Regions from separate parts of the Mus musculus genome. Here all the other regions are linked to region 1. The links are chromatin contacts, called in public HiChIP or PLAC-seq maps. All regions are on one chromosome and are shown on one strand. Each heading gives the region's core, a stretch centred on a gene start, on an enhancer-like site or on the middle of the called end of the contact. The rest is flanking DNA. Distances are from core to core; before and after follow the strand shown. Region 1 holds the start of Itga9 (integrin alpha 9). Region 2 overlaps Ctdspl (CTD (carboxy-terminal domain, RNA polymerase II, polypeptide A) small phosphatase-like). Region 3 holds the start of Plcd1 (phospholipase C, delta 1).

Region 1 (3,080 bases), core at 276-2,775:
GCTGGTAACTGTGACTAGAATCAATGTCAGGAAGGGATGCAGAGGAGAGCTACACACAAGGACTTTGAAAGCTGGTTCTCTTGGAGGCCGCTCTCCTAAATACACGAAAGTGTTAATAAAGCCAGTCACAAAGTTCTCTTTCTCCAGGGTTCTGAAAGACCCGCATCCACAAGCCCCCGATTGCCTCGGCCCCTGTCCAATTCCGAGCAGAGACTCCCAGTAAGTTACATGTCCAAGCACACACACTGCCAGTCTCCATCTCCCGGCCTGCTGCTTCTAAAGATGCTCGCTCACGGGATAGCACCCTCAACGTGAACCAGCCATCTCCTGGGTCCACAGTAACATCATCTAAAATGAGGCTGGGGAGCTACTGAACTCTAGCTGCCTTGAATAGGTGGGCGTGGTGCATGGTGTGGCTCGTTCATTCCAAGGAAGTGGTCTATCCGCCTTCTCTAAGCGCTCCTGCTGTGGGGTCAGTTAACTTCACTATTGATGCTTAATGAGGGAGAGACTTATTCTTTTCTGCAGGCCCACCCATCTCGCTGGTTCAAAACTGTACCCCTTGATTAAAAACTTCAGCTTCCTAAATCTTGTCTCTAGACACGTGGGAGAGCTCCAGGCTGCCCACCAGCCACACAGTCTGCTCCTTGGGGGTCCTCTCTGCATCCCAGATCCTCTCAGAACTTTGTGGGGCCCCTGGGTACCTCTTCTGGAGATTCCTAAGCCACCAGGACCCACTCCCACCACACCCCTTGTTTCTCTGCTTCCTGCATGCTGCTGCCCTAGAGTTACATGAAGTGGTCCCCAAGAGCAGCCTGGCCTCCTAGGGGCCCCCCGGGGATCTGGGGCAGATGGCCAGCCCGCGGTGGCCCCTGGAAGGCAGACAGCCAAGTAACTTTGCTTTGGCGAGAGCGAAGCTGCGTCTGACTGCCCAGGGAGGACAGGGACCCCAGGGACGCCCCGGGCCTCGGAGAGCAGGCCAGGATGTCAGCGTGGCCGCCCGGACATTTAAATCGGCCCCGCGGGAGGTGGAGTGGAAGAGGCCGGAAAGGCGGCGGCCAACTTGGGGGACCACGGGGTGCCCACGCCAGGGTCGAGGATCCGCGGGAGACACTTACCAGCGCGTGTTGTCGTGGAAGTGCTCCAGCACCGCGTAGCCGAAGAAGGAGCCTGAGGGGCCCTGGAAGCGTACCGGGCGCTGCGCGTCCAGGTTGTAGGCGCCGGCCGGGACCCCCGCGGCCACCAGCGCCAGCAGCAGCGCGCGGAGCCCTCCGGCGCCGGTCCGCGCCGCAGCCGGGCCGCCCATCCCCAGCCGGCCGCCGCCCTGCGCCCTGCCCCGCGATCGGGGCTCCCGGGACACGCCGCTGCCCGGGGCGGGAGCCGTACGCTCCGAGTCTAAGCCCGGGACGCGGCGATGGGCTACAGCGAGAGCCGGAGCAAGGCCAGGGACGGCCGCCAGCGCCCCGCGTCCTCTCGATGCCCGCCGAGAGGTCTGCGCTCTCGGAAGGAGCGGGTCCCGGGCCCGGGCGGCACTGGACTGCGGAGAGGCGCGCCCGCGGGGTGGGCGGCCCGGGCGGCCCGGGCGGGACGGGTCCGCAGCGCCCCCTGCTGGACGCGGTCTCAGGCGCACCCCCGGGTCCAGGTTCTGGACCTCGGTGAACTGCATCCTCTCAATGTCCTAGGCTCTGCTGTGTCCAAGCTGGCTGGGTCTCTCTCCTTTTGTCTTACACTGAAAGTCTCTCTCTCACACACAAAGACCCAAAGCTACCCGAGCCAAGGATGGGTAAATATTCTGGCCCTGCCCATCTGGAAGCTCTTCTTCAGAGGCAACCGCTCAAGACCGCCAGTCAGTTGCTGTAAGAATTAGTCATGTGGAAGAGAGCAGAGCGTTCTTCCATACTCCCTGACCTGGCCAGCGCTTTCCAACTTGGCAGACATACAATACAGCCAGGTGTGCTCCCCTGTATGTGGGAGATTATGGTGAAGTATACGTTGCATAAAGTTTACGTCATAACCTCATTTTGGTTATGTGATCATCAATAGCTCATCTTGCAAATTAAATTATACATAAATTTAACAAGCACGCCCAGCCCAGTCCAGCCCCCGGCAAGTTTCATTTATCCCTGACTCTATGAAGTTGACTATTCCAAGTTTAATGTTATTGTTGAACTAACTCTTTACTCTGGTAAAATCACAACCCCCTCCCCATCCCTTCCCACCCTCTCCACTTCCAAAGTCTCATTCATACTAAACACACACGACGCCTTTATCTTTTTCTTTCTAATCAGGCTTATCCTTACAACAACAGTCAAAGCCTAGGGTAGGCAAGGTGGGGTGGGGGGGGGGTGCACATTCCAGAGTTATCCACTCGCCAGCAGTCTAAACACGGGGATCTTTACAGGTGAAGAGCCTCTTCCAGCTGTCATCAGAAGGGCTGTGACAAAGGAAGCCAGATCACCGCTAGCTTGGGAGCTGGAGGGAAGGGTCCATGAGGTAAAGAAGCCAGGCAGCTTCAAAAACTGGGGACAGAGAAATGTCTTCTCCTCTACCCCTTCCAGGAACGCAGGCCAGCGAGACCCATGACCTGTCCAGCATTGTTAGATGATCAATGTTGCTGTCTTAAACCACTGCAGTCAGGTAATTTGCATAGCTCGGATGCACTACTGCTGTCTTACTTGTGGTCAGTATTGCTGCAATGAAACACCATGTCCAAAAGCAAGTTTCAGAGGAAGGGGTTGATTCAGCTTGTACTGTTCATCATGGAAGGGAGTCAGGACAGGAACTCAAAACAGGGCAGGAATCTGGAGGCAGGAGCTGGTGCAGGGGCCATGGAGGGGTGCTGCTTACTGGCTTGTTCCCCATGGTTTGCTCAGCCTGCTTTCTTGTAGAACCCAGGACTATCACAGTTAGGAATGGCACAACCCACACTGGGCTGGGCCCTCCCTCATCAATCACCAATTAAGATCTTGTGGAGGGAAGCATTTTCACAAGCAATGCTCCCTCCTCTCAAATGACCTTAGTTTGTGCCATGTTGATACAAAACTACACAGCATAAGTGCTATATCCACCTGTCTTAGTTT
Region 2 (2,758 bases), core at 175-2,674, 430 kb before region 1:
TTCCTTATCTATCAGAGACAACAGCCAGGTGCAGAACGTGGCATTTGATTGACTTGATGACATGAACCTATTTACTAATTTAAAGGGTCTCACTATGTAGCCCAGGCTGGCCTTGAACTCAGAGAACTCATTTGCCTCCAGTGCTGGGATTAGAGGTGTGTACCTCCACACCTGGCAATGTAGACATAGTTAGCTGTAAGGCAGTCTGACTTTATTTTTACCATTCAACCGAATATAGTTTTTCTCCCCTTACTATAAGGGGAGCTACAGAATTCTGGGCTTTAGAAGATGGTGTTTTCACAGCTGGGCGTGGTGGCGTACACCTTTAATCCCAGCACTTGGAAGGCAGAGGTGAGCAGATTTCTGAGTTCGAGGCCAACCTGGTCTACAAAGTGAGTTCCAGACAGCCAGGGCTACACAGAGAAACCCTGTCTCGAAAAGCCAAAAAGAAGAGGAGGAGGAGGAGGAAGAGGAGGAGGAGGAGGAGGAGGAGGAGGAAGAGGAGGAGGAGGAAGATAGTGTTTTCATTGCAGGCTTGGGTGAGCCCAAGAAGCATGTGTGTTTCAGGGCATGATCTGGCTTGGTGTGGTGATCCTGGCTGATCTCTTCTTCCTGGAAGAGCCCAGTATGAAGCAGAGGGCACCAACCCCTGATCTAAGAGCCATGCCATCCTGGTGAGCAGGCACCAAGGGTGGCTATGCTCCAGGGAGCTGTATGTTGGGAGCCTTCTTGACTGGGCTTCTATGGCATCTTTCTGAGGTGGCAGAGCTGATGGTCCGATGGCAAGCCATTTCTGAATCACTTTATTCATTCTTGTGGAAGATACACTTCTGTTGAGGGGTTACCCTTGAGTCTGAGAGGTCATACGGATCTGGGCAGCTCTGTGACATTGAGGACTGACTGGCAGTGCCCACTCTGGAGAGTCATTGTGCTGAGCACTTGCCAGGCCTGAGCACGGGTCTAAGCACTGAGTCCTCCAACACTCTCAGGAGAGAGCAGTGTCCCTGTCATCTTACTTGTGGATGAAGAGGGAGGTTAAACAGTCATGTTGTCACTAAGTGGCTGAATCAAGATCTGGAAAAAAAAAAAAAAAAAGAAGCCAAGCCCAGAGTGCGCCTGAGCCCATGTTTCAGAACTGGCATTTAGGCTGCAGCTCAGACAGAGCCTCTAGCTCCTCCCCTGGGATGACTTACTGCATTCTCAGGATGGAAGATGTAGGAGGCAGGAGAATTGTCCACGATGATCACTTTGCTCAGCTCCCGTCCCAGGCGACTCAAGTCCTTCACATAGTTCCCACGGTGGAACACGCAGGATTCTCTGAAGAGTCGGGCCCGGAACACACCCCAGCGGTCCAGGAGGTCGGCAACAGGGTCTGCATACTAGAAAGACAGAGTCTCGGTGAAGGCGAGGCACCTGGAGGGGCCCGAGACTGGGACCTCCTGTGCCACAGTCTCCTGTGTGTTGAGATTGCGGGCTGTGGTGACTCACCACATCAGGCTCTGACGTTTTGTTTTGGTGCATTTTATTAGATTTGGAAAGAAAAAAAAAAAACCCCAGGTCTGGCAAGCTGTAAATTTTGGCAGCTGCCCAGAAGAGGCTAGAGAAAAGAAGTTAAGGAAGCTGAATGGGGGTGGGGGTGGGGTGGGGGGGGGAGGGGGAGGGAAGCATGCTCTTCTGAGCATTCAGAAAAGCAGACAGAGTTACAAGCTGCAAGAAATGGCCTAGCATTCCTCCTTGTTTTGGTGCATGTCTGTGTATGTGTGTGCACGGACATGTGTGTGTGTGTGTGTGTGTGTGTGTGTGTGCGTGCGTGCGTGTGCTTGTGTGCATGCGTGGGGAGGTCAGAGGTCAGCATCGGATGTCTTTCTCTATTGTTCTCAGCCTTATTTTTTGAGGCAGGGTCTCTCCTTACACCCACAGCTCATGATTCAGGTAAATTGGCTGTCCAGCAAGCCCCAGGGTCCCCGCTACCTCTGCTGCCCCAGTGCTGGACGGCAGGGGCACACGGGCTTTCTGCTTCCCTGCTGATGCTTAGCAATATTTATACCAACTAAACCTTCTTCTCAGACATACTCGCCTTTCACTTAAAAATTCCCATTGTCGCGTACGTGCACGCTCACAGGTGCACCATGATGTGCACCCGTGGGTCAGAGGGCAACTTCAGGGAATTGCTTTTCCCTCCCACCTTTAGGCAGGTTCCAGGGACTGACCTCAGACGGCCAGGCTTGTGTGGCAGGTGCCTTGAGCCGCCTCATCATCTCGTCAGCCTCTTGGACCACTTTTTAAAAAGGCCCTGAAATAACTGGAAGCGTTTTATGATTGTGGTATTCCCTCTCTACCTGTGTCAGAAAGCACTGCATTCTTACAGTTCTCTCCCACAGGATCCATCAGAAAGTTCTTATCAGTTTCCTCTCCAAAAATATCTCGACTCCCACCTTTATTTCTAATGCATCTTCCAGGACCAGGCCTCCTGACTTGGGAGGCTCCTGTTTCCTGCTGGGCCTCCTGTCCTTGCCCATTTACCTCACAGCTGTCAGCGTATCCACTGGAGGACATAGAACATCCTACCCCAGGCCTACTTAGAACTCCCACGGTTTGCCCACTGCCTTAGGAGTAAACACACGGAGGCACACAGCACATCTCATCCCATCCCCACTTCCTCCTGCAGGCTTCACTTGAGGTTTGAACTCAGCAGTGAGGTCAGAGCGAGGCACACAGCCAGGAAGCCCCAGGGCTGGCAACCCCTTCAGGGAGGGAG
Region 3 (2,859 bases), core at 333-2,832, 490 kb before region 1:
ACACCGCTGCCCCTGGAAGGCTTCCCCCACCAGATTCCACAACCATCCTAGGCACACTACTTAAACCTAGCTGCACAGAGCAGAGGGCCTCCCACCCCGTGAGAGAGGGAGAAGAAAGAGGATGGGAAGAGTGTCATGGTGCAGGTCAGCACTTGAGCATGACGTTCTTTGTTTCTGCAGAACCTGGCTGCTTGGGACAGCTTTGAGTCAGCATGCCTCCCCAAGTCTGCCTGGCAACCCCAGGCCAGGGAGGGGACATGAGTGAGCTGCAATGCGTGCAACAGAAGCTACATATGTGTCTGTGAGCTTGGAGTACTCAGGAGCAGAGCGTTCTATAAACCCGGCCATGGTCTTTTGTGGTAGAGGGAGAGGCCCTAGTGGTGGGTAATGCCCTGGCTTGGAGCCCAGGACTCGGAGACGGAGATGACAAGAAGAAATGACTCTGGAGATGAAGCCGTGCCAACTGCTGGTGTCAGGAGTTCTTGGTCTCAGGTGTAGGAGAGGAGGCCTGACTCATGGATGCGAATACCTGCCAGGCTCCAGGACAGGACCGAGGGGGGAGGTTCCAAGGCTCAGGGAAGACCTGGAGAGTAGGGCTTTGGAGAAAGAGACGGAAGTCAGGGAAGGAATTTCTCAATTTGCCCCTTCCCAGGCTCTGTCTGCAATGGAGCCTTACTCATTCTTCATGCAGTACAGCGCCCAGCTTGTGGAAAGGAAACCTGGGGGGGGCCTTCCTAGGGCATCAAGACGGGGGTGGGGGTGGGGAGTGGGAGGCCTGAGTGCCAGCCCCACACTGTGGGGGTGCGGGTGGGGTGGGGTGTACATGAACGGCAAGTGATTCTCTAAAACCCAGCCTTAACACTCAGAATCGGGAGACAGCCCATGCTTCACAGGCCACGGAGGCCTGCTAATGCTAGGAGAGAAAGAGCTGAGGAGAGCCCGGCTAGACTCTTCCAGGCCAACTGCCTCCAGTATCGGGACCCTTGCCCAGGCAGCCTCACGGCAGGCCTCCGTCTTCTCCCCTCATTAGGGAGTGAGGGGCCTATACCTGCTTGCTGTTACCCCTACCTTAAGGAAAGCACCTTCAACACCCCCGGAAATGAGACGTCTCTCAGAGCTAAAGAGAGGGGCCCCTCTCTTGAAAAAAAAATCTAGATATTACTCTCCCCAAACGTGGCAATGTGGGCCCGTGCATGCACGCATTTCTTAGAAGACAGACCAGACTGCCTGGCTAATCAGCCGCTTTAGCAGTGATTCCTGTCCCCGCTAAGACCCGATTCTGATTCTTTCCCACATCACCCACAACCCCGGCGAGGCCAGGCGCCCACAGGCAGGGCGTGGGGCCGGCAGCTCGCCGTAATGACAGGGCCTGTGGGTGGTGGCGGTGGAGGAAGCAGGAGGGATCTGACTATTTCTGGCCCTGGCGCACCCAGCTGGCCCGAGCCCCGGCCAGGGTTGGCTAGTCTTCCCGGCCCCCAGCACCGCGTCCTTTCCAGGTCCCCTGGAGGGGGCGGGGAGAAGCGCCGGTTGGCGGGTCCGGGGGGCGGTACGGTGTTCTGGACCCACCCCCGGCCGCCTCCCATCTCAGTTCAGTTGGGTCCCTGCACCGGACTGCGCAAGGACCCCAGGCCGCTTGGTGATTTTGCTCAAGTGAATCACGCCGCGTCCCCTCCTCCGCGCGCCCCGACCGGCATGGACTCCGGTCGGGACTTCCTGACCTTGCACGGTGAGTGTCCCGAACGTAGGGGAGACCCTCGGGAAAGCCGAAATACACCCGGGCGGCAGGGATAACAGCTCCTTCGGCCGCATTTAAACCACCAGAGAGCCAACTCCTTGTCCCCTTGTGGGATCCCAGAAAAACCTCGGCCCGCGCTGGACACAACCTTGGGCGTTTCCAGACTTTCCCCCAAATCTGGCCCAAGAGATCGGGGAGCAATGCTGACATCTCTCGGGGATTTCCCCTTAGCCTGTTCATAAAAGGCTGGGCTCCTGGGTCCAGATGGCACCAAAGGGGTCAGGGAAGGAAAGGGACAGCATCCTTAGCCAAACTCTCGATTCAGAGGCTCCCCAAAACACGGGTGCGCCTGAAGCGAGTCAGGCCGCGCGGGTGTGGCGGATGAGGGTGTAAATGGGTGGGGCGAGGAGGAGGTGTGCAAGTTTGGCTGAAGTCGTTCTGGCAGCCTTCGCTCCCCAGAACAGAGAAAAGCGATGCCAGGGCTGGGAGGAGCAGCGCTGTCTTTTTGCTGACCCTCCTGGTCGGACTGGGCCAGATCTCAGTTAGAACCGCCTGGCAGCTTGGTCCTTTGTCCAGCCGGCTTTGTTTCTTCCCATCTGGGCTAGCTCTTCTCCCCATGCCTGTCCCTCTAGCAGAGAGGGAAAGCGCAGGCTCCTGGCTGCCTGTCTTAGAAGCGTCCAGGGAAGAGCAAGGAACTAAGTGGTATTTACGCACACTCTGTGGGAGGGGCTGTGGGGAGTCTTTCCTTCGTGTCTCCCCAGGTCATCTATTAGCTCAGCAATACCTGCTCCTCTCACATCGATCCACGGTTTCACAGTATTTTTCACTTAACTCGAGTATCCCTGAGATTGTAGGTTCTTGGTTTTTGTTTTTTAATTAAACAACGTGTACTTGTGCTGGAGGGGGTATGGGTGTATGGAGATCAGAGGACAACTTGCAGGAATCAGTTATCTCCTTCTATCTTGTGCGTTCTAGGATCAAACTCAGGTCACTGGGCTTGGCAGCAATTGCCTTTACCCACTAAGACGCCTTGCCTCCTGGGCTGTAGATTTTTGTGTTCACCTGTCCTCCGCTCCACTCCCCCTTGGATGTGTGCCCTGCAGGCAGCCCCCAACCTGTTTTGC

What was found. HiChIP or PLAC-seq counts read pairs in DNA pulled down with a chosen protein or histone mark.
Region 2: a contact with region 1 is called in an H3K27ac HiChIP or PLAC-seq map of SST interneurons, with 9 times the contacts expected there. The contact joins the enhancer-like site here to the promoter of Itga9 in region 1. A contact is called at or near these places in 17 of 39 promoter capture datasets (the 3T3-L1 cell line, the HPC-7 cell line, HPC-7-derived erythroid cells and 11 more), 9 of 484 Hi-C or Micro-C datasets (the HPC-7 cell line, cardiomyocytes, cranial neural crest and 5 more), 10 of 115 datasets of contacts at active chromatin or transcription factors (SST interneurons, astrocytes, craniofacial prominence and 7 more) and 3 of 9 other capture datasets (adipose tissue, embryonic stem cells and pancreatic islet).
Region 3: a contact with region 1 is called in an H3K4me3 HiChIP or PLAC-seq map of embryonic stem cells, with 3 times the contacts expected there. The contact joins the promoter of Plcd1 here to the promoter of Itga9 in region 1. A contact is called at or near these places in 7 of 39 promoter capture datasets (the HPC-7 cell line, cranial neural crest, liver and 3 more), 17 of 115 datasets of contacts at active chromatin or transcription factors (astrocytes, bone marrow-derived macrophages, cardiomyocytes and 9 more) and 1 of 9 other capture datasets (adipose tissue).

Annotation. Positions count from the first base shown.
Region 1 is chr9:118,605,154-118,608,233 of GRCm38.p6, reverse strand. It overlaps Itga9 (integrin alpha 9), which reads right to left and starts at 1,525. Exons shown (of 28, transcript NM_133721.2): 1 at 1,119-1,525. The coding sequence starts at 1,306.
Region 2 is chr9:119,035,982-119,038,739 of GRCm38.p6, reverse strand. It overlaps Ctdspl (CTD (carboxy-terminal domain, RNA polymerase II, polypeptide A) small phosphatase-like), which reads right to left. Exons shown (of 8, transcript NM_133710.3): 7 at 1,194-1,379. Among named protein-coding and RNA genes, the nearest start is that of Mir26a-1, 5.6 kb to the right of the region's middle. Within about 2 kb of position 1,424, at least 62 of the 459 cell types and tissues checked have an H3K27ac peak or open chromatin away from gene starts, as enhancers often do. A contact at or near this core is called in SST interneurons, adipose tissue, astrocytes and 3 more, where this site is marked.
Region 3 is chr9:119,092,225-119,095,083 of GRCm38.p6, reverse strand. It overlaps Plcd1 (phospholipase C, delta 1), which reads left to right and starts at 1,582. Exons shown (of 15, transcript NM_019676.3): 1 at 1,582-1,726. The coding sequence starts at 1,693.